Linked DNA regions of Mus musculus: region 1 is linked to region 2. A link is a contact called in public HiChIP or PLAC-seq data. All regions are on one chromosome and are shown on one strand. Each heading gives the region's core, a stretch centred on a gene start, on an enhancer-like site or on the middle of the called end of the contact. The rest is flanking DNA. Distances are from core to core; before and after follow the strand shown. Region 1 overlaps Tmem65 (transmembrane protein 65). Region 2 overlaps Fer1l6 (fer-1-like 6 (C. elegans)).

Region 1 (4,676 bases), core at 1,651-4,150, 210 kb after region 2:
TCCATAAAGCATTCTAGAAGTACAGCTAGAGGGAACTTTTCATAATACTACACAACACAACGAAGGCAGAAGATGTTGCAACGTGAATCTTAACACATTTCAGGATCAAGTGCTGAGACTCAAGCCTTACTACATCCCAAACACCTAAGGTAGTCTAGAATGAGAAAATTCAACAAGGAACTAACCAAATACCCTCTATATGTGATAACAAATACTAACACAACTAAGAACCCCAGATATGCTGCACACAAATGTTAGAAGAGAATTATATAAACCATAAACATTTGTCTATATGCCTTGCCAAAAGTTTTATGATTAACATACATGATGCTTTAAAATTGAGCTTGCTTACTGTTAATTAACTTGACAGGTATAATATACAAGTTATTAGGAAAATGTAGAGCACACTAATTTCTTTACTCAAAATACAATTGGTGAGGACTTACTGCAACAATCATAATTGCGTTATCCAAAAAGCCAAACCCTACGAAAGGTATCGCATTGTGGAAGAATACTGAAAAACATCAAAACACAGAAAAATATATTTTAACTTCTTGGTAACTTTAGAATGAACAAAACAAGCCATGTGATTAAAGAGCTAAAACGACCATAGATCCTGTTGCTGCTGTGAGTTTACTTGACAGGAGTTATGCTGGCAAACAAAATACAAATATGTAACACAAAAAAACAATTTTTCGGCCTTTATGTTTTCTCACGGGCAATGCACATACATGCAGTTCATGGAAGAGTAAGTCTGTAAACACGGGATGCCCCCATTTAACCTGACACATGCCAGTCTATTTCTCTCTTGTGCCTGAGGACTATCACAAAACTACTAATCTCTGTATTTGTAATAATAATTTTTAAAAATGCCTACATTCAAATTCCAGGGAAGTTATTTAACCATTTTTACTCCCTCGTCAACTCTTTAAAGAATTTTTAAGAAAAGACAACTTCACCTGACATCTCTGTGCAGTCCTTACCATCTCAGATTCCCAAATGCTACTGAAACTGCAAGAATCAGTATTTGCTCTGCATCAGAATGTGACTTAAAGGCCTCTTCCTGCCAAAGACACTTCCCATGTCATCTATGGCACACAGCCTAAAACCTGGATATTAAACGTCAAAGTAGCAAAAACGTATTTTATTTTATAATCCCACCTCATTTTCTGAAATTTGCACCTTTAGCACACTATATAGCACCTAGGGCACAGCAGATGCTCCAAAATAATTGCTTACAGCAAGCAAGGATTACTAACCTGAAAAAGAAGCTAATTTCATGTTTAGACACCTGAAGGAGGCTGTGAAACAGAAAGCTGGGAACAGGAAGAGACTATTCTAACTAACCTTTACAACTGCAATGGCATAGACAATGGCAGATCAACTGACAACTTTTTTCAATAAACATCAAGAATTTGAGCTTTACCATCTATTTAAAAATAGTTCTCCCTTAAGCCAGTTGGTTATATTTGCTAGTGTCTTCAGATTCGATGTAATTAAAGTATAATCCAGAAGTTATGAAAACATGATACTGCTGTGGTGAGCTCTTCCATCGGAAATGCTACGAGGCAGGGATTTAAAAAAATAGACACTTCTACCCACAACTACTCTCAAAGAAATGTCACATCCAGCAAAATGATATACACCACCATGTATAGATTATTACATTGATCGTATACAATAGACAAATCCAGTCATTTCAGTGCCACTTGTCACAGTAACAACGTTCATGACGAAGAACAGAATAGTCCACTGTGATCATCACTGCGAAAGCTATCAAGATGGTAAAAGCCAACCACTGCATTCGTGGCATGGGATTCACTCAAGACCCAGACTTCTTACTTCTCTGGTTTTTCTCCTGCGTCCACTGGATGCCTATTGAACATCCTGACTTTTTATAGTAAGCAACTTCCAAAACACCCACCACACACACACAATCCTAACTTCATACTACAATATACATTTAATAGGCAAAGGAGTACACTGGAAATTTTACAGTCAACCACTATCTAAGTGTGGTCTCTGAAACACAAATATGGCAGAATAACGAGGAAATCAACTGAGATCACTTACTATGCAAATAACATGATGGCATCTCAATAAGATGTTAATGGCATTAAATTAAGATTACATTGATTGTTTCTTGGGAGACGCCTGGTCAGTATCACTAAGGCATGCTGCTTGAACTATAGAGTAGGTCTTTTATCTTTATATTTAAATAAATCTGTCAAATAAATAAAAAACTACTTTTAATTCAAAGGAGAAAAATTAAGTTTTTCAAAAAAAAAAAAAAGTATGCACTGGGTACCCCACTGGGAACTTGAGATACAAAGACACACACAACACTCGGTTTCCACACTGCAAAGGAGTTGGACATAGAAACCTAGCCACATAAACAGTTCATTTCAACATCGCCTACAAAAACGATAGAGTGCTGCATGTACAGTGAGCACAGAATCAGAAGTCTAGGCTGGGAGAATCAGGAAAGATCACCTGGGAAGAGAGATCTTAAAAATCTTACACTGTTCTGGTGTTTGAGGAAAGTTACTAATTTCTAACATAAATTCTATTCTACCTAAGAGAGAGAGAAAGAAAGAACTATCATTAGTTTGTTCCTAGTCGTTTGAATTTGCCTTCCACTGAATAATGATCTCCTGTTAATTCACTGTTCCTCCAATTCCCTTTGGCAAACACTACTCTATAGCTAAGCAGCTGTTAGCAGATGACATTTAATATTTAATTACCTACTTAATTACCACCTACTCAAATTCACCTCCACACTTTTAAATGATTCTCTTCCACTGTCTTCTAATAAGACCCTAAACTGTTTTACACCACTCCCATGTTAACCTGCAATATCCACTCTTATCAGAGAAGAACAGTACAGCTCAGTAATGAGGTTCCTCCGCCTCAAATGCACTGCACTTACTTCCGTACGTACTGCTGCCAATGCTAGCTACCCAGAAGCACTGGCCTCATCAGAGAACAGTTAGCCCAAATCTCAAATTAAGTTCCTCAGTCACCCAACTAAATCCAACACATCCTTTGCCAAGGAAGTAAAATATAATATATTTTTTCTGAAAAGAAAACTTCTAACATAAATTTACTTTTATTACTAGATGGTAAGAATAAATATTAGTTATCCCATAATACTGTGATATATGAAAGTGCTCTTACATGAAAAATAGGACAACCTTTATTTATAAGGAGGCTTTAATTTACTGACTGTTGTGCTCCTATAAGAAATCATTCCTTCAGGTCCAAAAGAGAGGTGCATATCAATTTAACAATTAGAGAACCATTACCATATCTCAGCTGTCCTGGAGTGGGTGGTAGAGCTTCCAATTTTTCTAAAGGAAGAAAGGATACAGAGCAAGAGTTAGTTACAAGTGTATAAAACAGACTTACAAAATGGAAAGATGAATTTATGTTAGTAGATTTAGATTACTCGTTTTAAAGAATACTGGTATGGAGTAAATAACAAGACTAGGAACTAAACAGCTTCGGCCACATGCTGTGGGTCACACATGGGGGTTCTCTTTCATCTCGGACATGGTGTCGTTATGCAAGGAGCCCATTTGCATCAATTACAGTAAAAACACATTCTAGAAAATAAGGAAGCTCTGGATGACTTAACAAGTATACAAACTAACAATGAGAGCAGAAAAAACAACCACCCAAATATGCTTATATTTGTTTGTTTATTTAGTTAGAGACAGAGTCTTGTTATACAGTCCAGGTTGGCCTTGAATCCACGATCTTCCTGCTGCCAAAATACCTGTGCCACCACAACCACTTGGAAATTACATTTTAAAGGCAATGTCATTACAATAATGGTTTTACTGGCTTGTATCAGGTCTTCCAATTAATTCCATGTAACAATATACTGAATTTTAAAATTTTCAACGCTATACAACTAGAATAAGTAGTCTACACACCAGAACAAACAAACAAACAAACCTAAAAAGACATAGTGTTTTATCTAAGATAGCAAATAATAATAATAATATGCTATTCATACTGTGTGGCAGACAGCTCATCTTTAATCAGGACGCTGAAAGGCAACAGGCAATACATGACAAGGTTCTTCCAACGATTAACAGACGTGCCATGTCTGTCATGTAGAAACTTAGAACTATTCCAAAATGTAACTAGAACATCTCACCCTCTGTGAAAGTTAAAAGGGTTAATAGCTCCATCTTAAGTAGATGACTAGGTAACTCAGAGAAGAGCCTGTACAGATTTGTCCCTAGCAGGCACCTATACAGAAAGCTTGGCTCTCTGTGCAGCTGGGGTCAGGGGTGGGGCTTAGGGGAAGTGGCTGGATCTGGATCGCTGGGGCTCTGACTTCATCAGTGGAGTCATCCTTAGAGAGCATTAGGACTGTGGCAGTATTCAGAGGTGGTGGAAGGGAGCCGTGGGTCCTAACTGGAAGACATACCTGGACAGGTTCCAGTCTGTTTCCCAGACACCATGGGCTGAGCGGCTTTGCTCCTTGTCCTTCTGCCATGATGGTCTGCCTCATCACCACCGGGAAACAATGGGGCCAACCCACTACAGACTGACCCACATGAAACTGGGAGCCAAGAGGACTCTTCCCCTTAAAGACTGTTTTTTGGTCTTTCTTGCTTGTGTGTGTTTTAACTTCTTGTATTTAGTCACGGCAATGAATAGCT
Region 2 (5,325 bases), core at 2,299-4,798:
TACTGACTAAGGGACTCAGCTATGTGTGGTAGTGCCCTCCTATCCACTGGGGGTGTGTTTCAAGACACCCAGTGGGGGCCTAGCATTCAATTGCAATTGCAGTATACATAGTATTTTTTCCTGTGAATACCTATAATAGGGTTTCATTTACAAATTAGAGGTTTATGACAATAGCTAATAGTAAAGTGGAAGAGTTATAACTGTATTCCATAATAAACCTCATCTATGGCTTAATGTGCAGCAGGAGAAACAGTAGCTGAGCACAGCAAGCTGTGAGCTTGAACAATGGATGCCCCTTTCCTTCCCTTGACCAGTGACTCTCAACCTTCCTAATGCTGTGACCCTTTGATACGGTCCCTCATGTCGTGCTGACCCCCAACCATAAGGTTGTTTTGCTACTTCATGGTTGTAATTTTGCTAGTTGTAATGTAAATATCTGATATGCAGGATATCTGACATGTGGCCCCCAAAGGGGTCGTGGCCCACAGGTTGAGAACTGCTGCCTGAGATTTTTCTTGTCCATCACTGGTATTATCTACTGCTCGTGTGTCTGTAATCAAATACCTGACCAGAAACAACATGAAAGGGAAGGAGGGCTCGTTCTGCCTCACGGTTTGAAGCCACACGGTCTGCCACAGCCAGCTGGGGAGGCATGGTGGAGTCTGTCCACAGTCAGGAAGAAGAGAGATGGATGCTTCTGCTTAGCCCACGCGTCATCCCTTTTCTATCTCTGGGATTCCAGCTCATAAGATGGTGAAGCACACATTCAGAGTGTGCCTTACCCTCTCTCCCTCCACTGAATCCTGTGTAAACACTCGCAGACAGCCCAAAGGTGTATCTCACTAATCCATTAGCTGTTTATTAACCCAATCAAGTCAATAATAAAAACTACCCATTCATCACTCCAGTGAGTGCCAGTGTCCAGAGCTCAGCACTTGGAGAACCTGTGTCCCTGGCCCTCAGCATCCGATGCTCCCTGGCTCTGGTCCATTGGCTGAAGCCCAGCGGCACATGCAGTGGTTGGTTGATTGAGTTGTTCCGAATCTGCTTTCGAAACCATCAGAGCAAGCTACAAAGGCAAACAGCTGTGCTCAATTTGAAGTCAAAGCCTCTCCATGGGTGCTCGGGAAGTTGTCTGAACGAGTTCTGGCTTGTGGTAATAGGAGTTTCTGATCTTCCATGGAAAGAACTCAGTGTGGAGAAAGGAGAGTTATTGAGAGGCAACTCTAAAACCTGCCAGAAGAGACACTTAGAAGAGTCAATAGAAGATAGAGAAGTAGCCATGTCTTAAGTGTCATCAGCTCTTGTCAGAAGCCCTGAATACAGCCAGGGCTGGTACTGGGACTGGGTAGGGACAGAGAGATCCCAAACCCCGGTGACTAGGAAACAAAAGAAGCATGTTCAATACGTCAATTTTTATCCTTGTGGTCTTGGGGTATAGAAACTCCCACAAATACATTTGTGCACAGGCATGCACATACACACACAGATACACACACACAGAGACAGACACACACACAGACACACACACACACACACAGACACACACACACACAATATTACATGTGAGGCCCCCACATGGAGAGGAAGCAGAGAGCGTAGGGAGCTTAAAGCCACAGTGCCTAAGGAGGATGAGGGATCTGAAAAATGTGTGCCAGGCAAAAGGGCCTGGGAGAGCAGGCAGGGCTTTCCCTCACACAGAGCATGGGACAGAGGAGCAGGAGAGGCAGTCCTGAATGAAGTGAAGGGGCAGAAACTCAGGCTGCAACCCCAGTATCTAGGAAGGCAAGGCGAACTGAAGAGCTTGAAGAAGAGGCAAGCTGTAGACTCAGAGCCAATAGTCTACAATTGGAATCGCCAATCCTCGGCTCTAGTCATGGGTGTGTGAGTTATAGAGTAAGGGAACAGAGACACTGTCCTCATCTGTGAAACAGACAATGAGCACATGTGTGTGTTAGGCCTACATGATCCAGGACCTGGCAGTGGTTATCAGAATTCGTGCTTAAGCTTCGGGCCTCCAGACCAAGGTTGTCCTCAGGAATTCTGTAATGTGACAACTGGGACCATTTCTTTCAATTGTGTGATGTAGACAGAGCCCTGGGGCAGGGGGTGACCCTCTGTACAAACCTTGAGATATATATCCAGAAAGGATCCACTTTCTCAGAATAGGGTCCATGTTTGCTTTCTGGTGATAAAAGAGTCTTCCTTTTTCTCTCCCCCAGCTTCCTGGGAAACGGCCGCCCGGCTGGACCGTACAGGCAAAAGTTGACATATATCTGTGGCTGGGCTCCACTAGATACTCCAATACTATTTTGGATAACTTGCCAGTGGGCTATGAAGCAGAAATGCCTCCCAAGTCATCGGGCACCCACCACCCCCCATCGGCCCTGCTATACCAAGGTATGGTGTGCCCACAGAGCAAAGACAGGCGGGAGGCAGCTCTGATGGGCTTTCGGGTAAACAGCGGTGGGGACAGCATCCGTGAATTTGTGTTTTAGTTGGGACCAGTTCCCTTGCCTTTTTTCAGGACAATTGCCAAGTGTCCTCTCTTCCAAACAGAAAGCAAGGTTTCATTTAGAAATATTACATCTAAACTTTTTTATGCATTTCTGTGAGGAGAGAGAGAGAGGTGAATTTCTTCAAACATGCTGGGCAGCCATAAAAATGAGTTTGCGTTTTAAGCAGAAAGTTTTTTGTGGTGGTATGACTCATGAAATTAAGGTGATTATTTTTTTCCTTTTTATACAGCATTGAGGTTTGAACAGCGTACATACCCCTTTGGTGACCCAGTGCCACTGGTATTGGTGAAGTCGCTTATGTTTTTCTAGCCCAGTTCCTGGCATGGCTGCTTCTTTATAGGAAGACAGCTTATTTTATGGAATTATTTAAATTCATACGGTGACTTTCATCAGTATCGTGTTTACATTTCAGTAACATTTTAATTGCGTCATGAATATTAATACATCACATTTGCATTCTGCTCTGTTTTCAAAACACTTTAACTTTTGTGCTTTTCTTAGCTGCTCAGCTTCACCTTCATGTCTACAGAAGCTGAGTTTTGAGTTGAGCCAAAACTGGGGACAATGCAGAACAACACACACTCAACACCTCCTCTGTTGCACAACAGCCTTTTGGTATCAGCTGATCTTGACTGCCACAGTATCCTAAGCAGGGCCATAGTGAGAGAAGATGGGGTTCTGGAGATGTGTGTACAGTGGCTCAGCTCACAGAGTCTGCAGTCGGTGTGCAATGTTGGGAGAAAATACATAGCCCTCAGTGCCAAGCATTGTGTCGCATATGCGACACATAAGATCTCGTTCTGGGAATTCTTTAGTTCACAGAGGGGGAGAGTACATTTCTGAGACACCCAGAAATTGCACGAGATCACTCATCGGCTGAAGGGTTGAGAAAACCATTTCCAAACACAACTTTCTTATCTGCTTTCCATTAAACCACTGAGAGCTTTTTTATCTTTGGGCAAATAACACCCACATCAAGTTAGCTCCTGTTTCTGTAGATACAAATATCTACGCAGATGCAAAGCTCCAGACATGTTCACCGTTGCAGCCACTCACAACCCAAAGGAGAGGCCTTTCCGGAGCTTTGAGATGCTGTGTAGCTTGTCCTTTTCATGGTTACCTAATGACCTTCTGCTGAGCACTGACATTGGTGGCGTTGGCTGCCTTCCACACCGACTGGTGAATTTTATGCTCCAGAGGAGAGCCATTCAGCAAATAATTACCTTGCGTCTATATATGGAAGGCATGGTGGAAAACCTGGCAGGGGATGTAGAGAGGAGCAAGAGGGGATCCTAGCTTCAAGTGGGACGTGCAGGTGTGGCTTTAATAACCACAGGGGGCAGGAGATGGGGCCCCATGGTGTGAGGAATTAGGCTAGACTACTCTGAGGAACAGTACTTAGTAAGATTCAAGGTTTCTAAAGAAACCCGGAAATGTAGGCTAAGAAAATGGCACCCCCTGGAGTTGTGTAATGCGCTGCTTAGCTGCTTACGTAGCCTCAGTTGGAAGGACTGCTAAAATCTCCGGGTTAGACATCTCAAGGGCAGTTGGTGTGCATTCTCTCAAGGAACGAGACCATCCCAAGTTGGACTGAGAAATCTGCTGAACTCCGTAGTAACACATGGCTGTCTCCCAGCTGACTCCTGTTGGCGGCGTGTACCTGTAGCATCTGCTGAGCACTGCTTTGTTTACAGCTGTCATCTTAAGGGACGTTCCTGTCAGCAGAGCCCAGCCTGTCAACATCAGAGTTAATTGGTGTCTATGGAGACACGGAGGGCTGTAGAACTGCGCCTCCAAGAATTACTTCTCTCGTTCCACTGGCTTGCCTGGAGTTTGCAGAGCCTTGCCCTGGAAGAACTGGTGTGGACTTAATTGGGCAATGTGGGCAGCTTGGGCTTCCTAATTGGCTGCAGGATTAGCTTGGGGATTGAAAAGGTTGCTACATTCTTAGGCTCCACGCTGGTTCTCATGTAAGCCAGACAGCGGCATGGGGTAGGGAGAGAGAGAAATGTTCAGGTCTCATAACAGTCAATTAAGGAATTACCTTTGACATCCTGCCTTCCCTGTCCCTCCACACCTTCTCTGTCAGAGTTGTTTGCCACCATCTACCTAGGGCAGCAGTCTTTCCCATACCTCATTTGAATCCCTCTCCAGTGTGTGCTGATCTGGCCCTTCAAACTTTCACCTACAGGGGGCACTGTTGTCTGCTTGCATCCAGCCCTTACATCTCTTCTGTCCATTGAGAACTTGACCCACAATTTTATCCTCTGATTGTCTGTTCCTACACACACACACACACACACACACACACACACACACACACGGCCTGTTGTACTTTCTAATGCTCCATGTGCATCTCCAAGGTTCTGAGGTCATGTGCCTTCTACTGTTTCTGACCATTACTCCCACACAAAGTAGTCAACAGTTCTTCTTCCAAATGACCTGACATGACTGATTTTTAAACATTGACTAATCTTATATACTTGCTACAGCCACTTAAGGCTTGCATCCCTGCCCATCCTGTGCTGCCACCTTGAAAGTCTCTGCTCAAAGGACAGGGCCACTGCCCTAGAATTAGCTCCCTTGTACTCGAATGCGCTTTGGTGACTCTGAACTGTTCTCTTGAGAGGGTCTAATCTTACTTCACAGGAACAACTTGTTATGATTTCATGTTATTCTGCTTTTCTCTTCCCCACCATATATTAGACCCTTGAGATCCTGCTGTTTTGCTATGTACACTTCTAACACGCTACTTCTAATTGCTTATGCGAGCTGCCTGACATTTCTCCTATCCCACTGTGATGAG

The links. HiChIP or PLAC-seq counts read pairs in DNA pulled down with a chosen protein or histone mark.
Region 1: a contact with region 2 is called in an H3K4me3 HiChIP or PLAC-seq map of fetal liver, with 2.8 times the contacts expected there. The contact joins two enhancer-like sites. A contact is called at or near these places in 3 of 484 Hi-C or Micro-C datasets (B cells, CD8 T cells and bone marrow-derived macrophages), 1 of 115 datasets of contacts at active chromatin or transcription factors (fetal liver) and 1 of 9 other capture datasets (embryonic stem cells).

Annotation. Positions count from the first base shown.
Region 1 is chr15:58,793,896-58,798,571 of GRCm38.p6, forward strand. Tmem65 (transmembrane protein 65) reads right to left here. Exons shown (of 7, transcript NM_175212.4): 2 at 3,306-3,350; 3 at 447-514. Among named protein-coding and RNA genes, the nearest start is that of Gm24041, 23 kb to the right of the region's middle. Within about 2 kb of position 2,901, at least 5 of the 459 cell types and tissues checked have an H3K27ac peak or open chromatin away from gene starts, as enhancers often do. A contact at or near this core is called in fetal liver, where this site is marked.
Region 2 is chr15:58,588,168-58,593,492 of GRCm38.p6, forward strand. It overlaps Fer1l6 (fer-1-like 6 (C. elegans)), which reads left to right. Exons shown (of 41, transcript NM_001370912.1): 19 at 2,223-2,400. Gm36451 (a long non-coding RNA gene) reads right to left here. Exons shown (of 3, transcript XR_384120.4): 3 at 836-1,069. Among named protein-coding and RNA genes, the nearest start is that of Gm36451, 6.2 kb to the right of the region's middle. Within about 2 kb of position 3,549, at least 18 of the 459 cell types and tissues checked have an H3K27ac peak or open chromatin away from gene starts, as enhancers often do. A contact at or near this core is called in fetal liver, where this site is marked.